Regions from separate parts of the Mus musculus genome. Here region 1 is linked to region 2. Evidence: chromatin contacts called from public Hi-C data. All regions are on one chromosome and are shown on one strand. The core of a region is the stretch at or near the end of the contact, and the rest is flanking DNA. Distances in the headings are between cores, read along the strand shown. Region 1 overlaps Dtd1 (D-tyrosyl-tRNA deacylase 1). Region 2 overlaps Dtd1 (D-tyrosyl-tRNA deacylase 1).

Region 1 (3,394 bases), core at 464-2,963, 78 kb after region 2:
AGGAAAGTACTTTAGCCTCTGCATGTATGTATACACACATGTGCACATTTACACTCAAATACCTCCCGCACCCCCCCTCACACACACACAGACACACACACATTTTCTTCAGAGCAAAACACATTGTTTGTTTTCGGTGGAGTTTATTAAAATAGGGGAATGTTTAGCACCTCAGAGAGGGACTGTCAACACACCTCTCCCTCAAACCTGTGCATGTGAAGCCGTTACTAAAAAGTCTGTGTCCAGCCCTAGGTTCATCCTGAGGTCCTCCTGTCTCACTTATAGGCTCAGGGGCAGCCTGAAACCCAGGGAGGACCAGCTGAACTGGACCAGCTCTGAGCCCTGGGTGCTTACCAGAATCCTGGGTCAACCCTGCCTTTCCCAGCGCCTCTGCCCTTAGGCACTGACTCAGCAAGTCCTATGGCTGGACTCCTTCAGGGGACCCTCTGGTGAAAGTCTGTCTGTTCCTTTCAAACTGCTCCCTGTGTGGGCCCCAGCTTGTTTCTGAGGTTTCCCAGGCTGGACAACTTCCCAGCCTCTATAATAGAGGGGCTCCACTGCACATCTGCCTTGCCTGTGGATGTGGCTTTCCGTAGGTGCCTTCCCAGCCCTTTGTATGACAGCAGTTGCTACAGCATGGCCTGATAGGCCAGGGCTTTAATGCGGAAAGAAACATCACAGGAGGCTAAAGTCAAACCAAGACGTGGCAAAGCAGTTTGACGGCTCTATTTTGATGGTAGAAGCCACCATAATTTAAAACTTGAAACTCTGGGATTTTCTGTGGATTCAATCTATAAAATGACAACTAATGAAAGCTGCTAAGACCAGCATTAAAATTCCTTGAACTCTTAAATTGAAAGTTTTCTTGCCAGCTCTGAAGATTGGTGTGTCAGGCTGTCGTTTGCAGGCTTTCTGCTGTGGATGAGCAGGAGGGCTCTACTTGCTCACTGCTTTCTTGGGGGACTCTGCTCTGGTCTCTGGTGTGCAGACATTTCTGCGTGTATCTACCGACTGTTGTTAGCACTGACTTGTCTGGTTTGAATTCATCTCATGTTCAGAACATATGTTGTGTCATTTGGGGCTGGGCCTCTTTCCTGAACCTTAGGAAAGGCCACGTGCTTGTGGCTTACCAGATGGTTCCATCACACTGATTGCTTGAGCTTTGGCATCCACTGAACTCCAGAATCAATCAATGGCATCTTCCCTGTCAATTTTCAGAACCGTGTGTCTTCTCAAAGGGACTCATCGGTCTTTTCACTCCATTCAAACAAGTGTTGGTTTGGCAGCCGAGTTCTCTATAACCCAGTGAGTTCCAGGACAGCCAGGGCTACACAGAGAAACCCTGTCTCGAAAAACTACCCCCCCCCCCAAAAAAAAAAAGACTGAGAAAAGAGCCACCTCTCAGATCTGTCCGGAATCTGGTCTATGGCATTGTGTCACACCTGTCCCTCCAGGGTCACATGTGACTCTTCTCCTTGGGCACCTGAGTGGCTAAGCCCATCCTTGCTGGGGAGGCCTGTGGACACACCCTTCCAGTCTGCTTCTTGGCTTCTGGAAAGAACAGGTCTGATCTCTTGGTTCACCACTCATGAAAGGCTTTTAGCAAGGAGCCATCACAGTCTCCTAAAAGTAAGCCAACTGGCCAGCCTGCGATTCTGTAACTGCCAGGCTAGGGGAAAGAGCAGTTCATCTTCTGTGTCGAAATTGCTTTAGCTGTTGTCAGGATTTCCTGTTACTTAATCATCTGGACTCTTCCCCCTGAAAATGCAGAGCTGGACTATTGTAAACCGTTTAGAACCTTTAAACAATTGCTCATGCATATTGATTCAAAACCCAGTTCAGGGCTCTGGGGTGCCGCTGGAAGCAGAGAAATTAGCATGGCATTCTTTAAACTGGGGAGGAAATATGTTTGCTAGTAGGGATTAGTGACATGGAAAGTAAAGGAGCTGGGAGGATATAAACAAAAGGCGACATCTGTTTGCAGTCAGTGGGTCATCTTTGTGAGTCTCACAAGAAACACCCAAGAAAATGAATGAAAAGAACAATCAGGGACTCAGTTTAAGCCTTGTTTAAGAAAAGTTTAATCTTTTCTTCTATAAAGATTTCATACATTATTTATTTAGTATGTGGTAGCATGTGTGTGCGTGTGCGCGAGCGTGTGTGTGTGTGTGTGTGTGTGTGTGTGTGTGTTTGTGTGTGCGCGCACACACACAATCTCATGTGATGTAGGAGCTAGTAATTTTAATTATGTGGGATCCAAGGACTAAACTTGGGTCATCAGGTTTAGCAGCAAGTGCCTTTATTGCTGGGCCATTTCACTGGCCTTGGGTTAAACACAGTTTTTTATCTTCTATTTTGTGTTTATTGAAAAATGTTCAGACAGGAGGGGCATGCGTAGACTGGGAAGATGGCTTTAGTTGGGAAAGTACCTGTCATACAAGCTTGCCAGAGGCATTGCCATTGGTCTGCAACCTCAGTGCTTGGGAGATGGAAGCATGCAAATCTCTAAAGATCATTGGCTCACCAACCAATCAGTGAGTTCTGGGTTCAATGAGAGACCCTGTCTCAAAAAATAAAGTGCAGAGTGATTGGTGAAGATGCCTAACATTGGCCTCTGGCCATTTTGTGTACACACACATACCTGAGGAAGTGAATTCCTCCTACTTGTATGCATACAGGCACACACAAACAAACACATTTAAAAAGTGGGATGAGCTTAGAAAACTTGAGTAATAATATATTACTATGGGTAGTTATATGATATGAAAAGCTGGCAATTCATAGCTTTTAATTAGTGAGGTGAAGGGAATTGGAGAACTTCATATTCTTTAGCAAAATGTGCTGGGGATCCATGATTATAGAGTGGTGGTATCTCTTGATGACACTGACCTTCAATGGCTGGTATGGCATCTAGAGGCACTTGCCCCTGACAGTGCTGTCATGTGGTAGACCTTGATTCATCTTTTAAGGCAGTCACATGGTCCTTGCCCTTCTTAACCTATTAATGGAACATACTTGTTTCTTTGTTGTCTTGGGGACTGAAAGCAGAGTGGTGCGTGCTAGATAAGCTCTCATTTTGGAATATGGTCTCATTAAGTAGCCCAGAATAGCCTGGCTCTTAAGATCCTTCTGCTTCTGCCTCCAGAGTGCTGGACTTCTAGGGAGAGCCACCTCCCCCTCCTTTAAGAATACCAGCTTGCTTGCTTGCTTTCTTTCTTTCTTTCTTTCTTTCTTTCTTTCTTTCTTTCTTTCTTTCTTTCTTTCTTTCTTTCTTTCTCTCTCTCTCTCTCTCTCTCTCTCTCTCTCTCTCTCTTTTTCTTTCTTTCTCTCTTTTTGTTTTTTTTTGAGACAGGGTTTCTCTGTGTAGCTCTGGCTGTCCTGGAACTCACTTTGT
Region 2 (3,237 bases), core at 8-2,507:
CAGCATCCCTGAGGTAGACACTTGTTCTGGTTTTAATCTTAAGTGACCTTTCCTGAGTGGGGGCTACTTCCCTGACACTCACATGGACGAAGTGACATTATGTAAGAGCAGGTGGGCATTTCTCCTAGCGAGGCAGCACATTGGGTAATGGAAGGGTTCTTTTCTGGGGTTCAGAGCCCTCCTATTTAAGAATATGGCTAGGAATTACTTATGTGCTCATTTATTTACTGTGGTTGAAAGCCTGACTAAGTAGAAACACTGGAAGAAGCTAGAAAAATGAACCTCTAACACACATCTTTGCACTAACTCATGTGTCTATTGACAGATCACTGTCAGGAGCTGACTAGTGCAGAATGGTGCCTCTAACTCCATGAAGCTTTTAACTTTATGCTTCTTTGAGTAATGCTGTTGCTTTAGCTATAACTTCCTCTCTGTGCTTACCAGCCAGTGTCTATCACTGTGCCTGGACCTGGGAGGGTGGAAACAGACACATTTGTGGTATCTGGAGGATCTGGAGGGAATTTGTAGGGTGCAGCAGGGGATGGAAAAGAAGTCCATTTGGTGTTTCTGCTTATCCTTCTGTCTCTGTCGACTGGAGCAGCCTTTAATCAGTGCTGTGGAATTCAGGTGATACAGAGGACAGACAGATAAACACATATGGCTTCTGCCAGACAGCCTGATGCAGGTGTCCACACAGCTTGCCATTTATGGAGCTGCAGATGAGGGACCTATCTAGTGAGAAGCTCTATCACAAGGAATAGTCATGTGGATGCTGGCCTTTTCATGGAAGGAATGCAGATATTCCCCTTTCTGCTGGTTTTATGTTTGGCTCTAGATCAGAATCTCCCCTGACACCGGCCAGTTCCAACAGGCTCGGGTACTTGACTTGCTTCAGTAAGATGTTTGCAGGTCTGGTTGCTGACATGGGACTTGGGTCTTACCACTTCTCACAGTATTGTAGTCTGTTCTGTCACATTAGTTGGCTGAAGAAATACTGGCTGAGTTCGTTTTATTTCTGCTTCGGTTGCTCCTCCATTATACAGTTTGTGTTGTTGTCATGGTCATTGTTCTGGTGACACTGGTTTCTGGGTTCCAGTCTATGTTGAAGGCCTCCCACCAGGGTGAGACAAGGATTTGGCCAGACCTCTCTCACATGTGGAATCCTGCCTGGTTTCTGGTTCTCTTGGTTTGAACATCTGCTTTACTGTGAGTTATGAAATAAAAACAGCCCTGTGGGGAGTGGTTTGGAGAGTGAGTGGGTGGGGCTCCTGAACTTCCTCATCTCTGCCCACTACTAGCGGCAGTCAGGTGTCCCAGGCCTTGTCTAACACCCGCCAGAATGCCTAGCCCATGAATGGAAAGGCCGGAGCCCACCACATGTCTGCAAGCAGGCTCTCCCTTCTGGTGGGGACTTGCCAGGGCTCCCCTTTCTTTCAGTTCTTTAACTCATTTCCATGTGGGCGGTTGTCCTGAGTCAGTACACTGCAGTCTTAAGAAGCCTTCCCAAGACACATGTGACTGTGCCTCTCTGCTTGGGAGCCCATCGATGGGTGGTCGGATCAATTGACTTTCATCTTACCGTCTTGAATCTATAGCCTGCGCTATCAGAGTTGTAAAACTTGAAGAGTTTTTCCTTGTGATGGGAATTTGGATGGCAGTTTTGAAACTGTGATTCACAGCCCTGTCTCTGATACGTGCACAGTTTCTAGTTGCACCAAGCCAAAGAATCTATTTTGCTCTAAACCAATCTATCAGAGCACAAATGTATTAGTGACTTAAACTTTAAGCACTTAATTTGTTCCTGACACGTTTGTGTGTCGGGAAGATCTGGAGAGAAGTTTTATTTTGTAGTTGGGCAGAGCTTTTTCATTATTTTGGGAGCTGGTTTCATTTGTGGTAGATGAGCAGTGACCCCTCACCTTGCTTACACGACCTGTCAAAGATTATATCATCCTTTTTGATTCTAAGAATTGGTCAATTCTGTTTTCCCCCAGGGCTTATGTTTTGAACATAGCAATAATTTCATCACAGAGGCTCAAGATTTTAATTGTGAATCCTTAACTTTTAAGTGATTTATCAGGAGTCCTAGGTAATTGTAAAAAACGTTCCTCCATCCAGTTGTGTTTTGTGGGATGGTGTTAAGTATCTCAGCATTGGAATGTGAAGAGTGCTCTGGAAGTGATAGAAATGCAGCGTTTACTATGATTGCTTCAAGGATGTGCTTAATACACAGAACACCCAACTACATAAAGACCTTGCCATGATAATACATTTTGAGGGCAGTGTAATGATTGAAAAGGCATTTGCTATTTTACATTTGCTATTAGCTAGCCAGTCTCTAAGAGGTTAAATTGGGCGAGTGGGGTCTTAATTGGCTCAGGTGGGCTTTTGAGATGCACAAACTATTTTGAGCTCAGCCTCATGGTGTGTGTGTGTGTGTAGTTTCTGGAAAATGCTATGGACTGGGAGCTGCAGTGTGTCTCTCCTTCAAAGTCAGTGTGAGCTGGTGATAGCATTCCTCCAGGGGTGGCCTGAGGACTCCTGCCATACAGGTACCCAGGGTACTTGCTAAAATGCATAACTTCTGGGCATGTGAGGGTGTGGGGTGAGGAAGACGAGTAGACTGCCATTTCTAATCATGTTCTCCACCAGCACATGGACATTTGAGAGCAGCGGAACCGCAGGGAATCTGACATTGCCATTTCCATCTGGTTCAGGTGTTGGTTTCCTCCAGGCCAATCCCTCCTCCCTCTCAGCTGCATGGTATCTAAAAATACTCTGCAACCTCTGTTTGTGCAGCTGCCGGGGAGCAAGATGGCTGGCCTGGATTATTGAGGTCACACGTGAATCTGGTTTCATTTGTCAGTGCTCCCTCAGTCTCCTAACCCCATTCCTATACTTGCAGTGATACAAATGTCCCCAAAGTATGGTGCCTTCTTGACACCACTACAGATGTCAAGGGACAAGCCAGTGTAGCAACCTAATACGTTAGTGACTGATGACTGCCACTCTGCTGAGTGACACTGAGGCATGTTCTGGTGGCATCACTTGTTCCTTGAAAGTGATGAGCTCAACATGGGGATTGTTCAGTGGCCATATACTTTGTATTTCTCAAAACGTGATTTATAGTGTTCTCTCTCTCTTTCTCTGCCCCTTCCTCCAAACTGCATATGGACTGCCTCATTCTTCTGTTGACATATTAATGGGACTCAAATAAAACCCCAGGACCATCTACAT

What was found. A called contact is a pair of places that touch in the nucleus more often than the background predicts.
Region 1: a contact with region 2 is called in a Hi-C map of myeloid progenitors, with 2.5 times the contacts expected there. The contact joins two enhancer-like sites. A contact is called at or near these places in 9 of 484 Hi-C or Micro-C datasets (adipose-derived mesenchymal stem cells, cumulus cells, myeloid progenitors and 4 more), 1 of 115 datasets of contacts at active chromatin or transcription factors (embryonic stem cells) and 2 of 9 other capture datasets (adipose tissue and pancreatic islet).

Annotation. Positions count from the first base shown.
Region 1 is chr2:144,718,943-144,722,336 of GRCm38.p6, forward strand. All of the region lies in intron 4 of Dtd1 (D-tyrosyl-tRNA deacylase 1), which reads left to right. Among named protein-coding and RNA genes, the nearest start is that of Gm39951, 50 kb to the right of the region's middle. Within about 2 kb of position 1,714, at least 38 of the 459 cell types and tissues checked have an H3K27ac peak or open chromatin away from gene starts, as enhancers often do. A contact at or near this core is called in myeloid progenitors, where this site is marked.
Region 2 is chr2:144,640,919-144,644,155 of GRCm38.p6, forward strand. The region is part of intron 4 of Dtd1 (D-tyrosyl-tRNA deacylase 1); the gene reads left to right. Among named protein-coding and RNA genes, the nearest start is that of Dtd1, 43 kb to the left of the region's middle. Within about 2 kb of position 1,258, at least 41 of the 459 cell types and tissues checked have an H3K27ac peak or open chromatin away from gene starts, as enhancers often do. A contact at or near this core is called in myeloid progenitors, where this site is marked.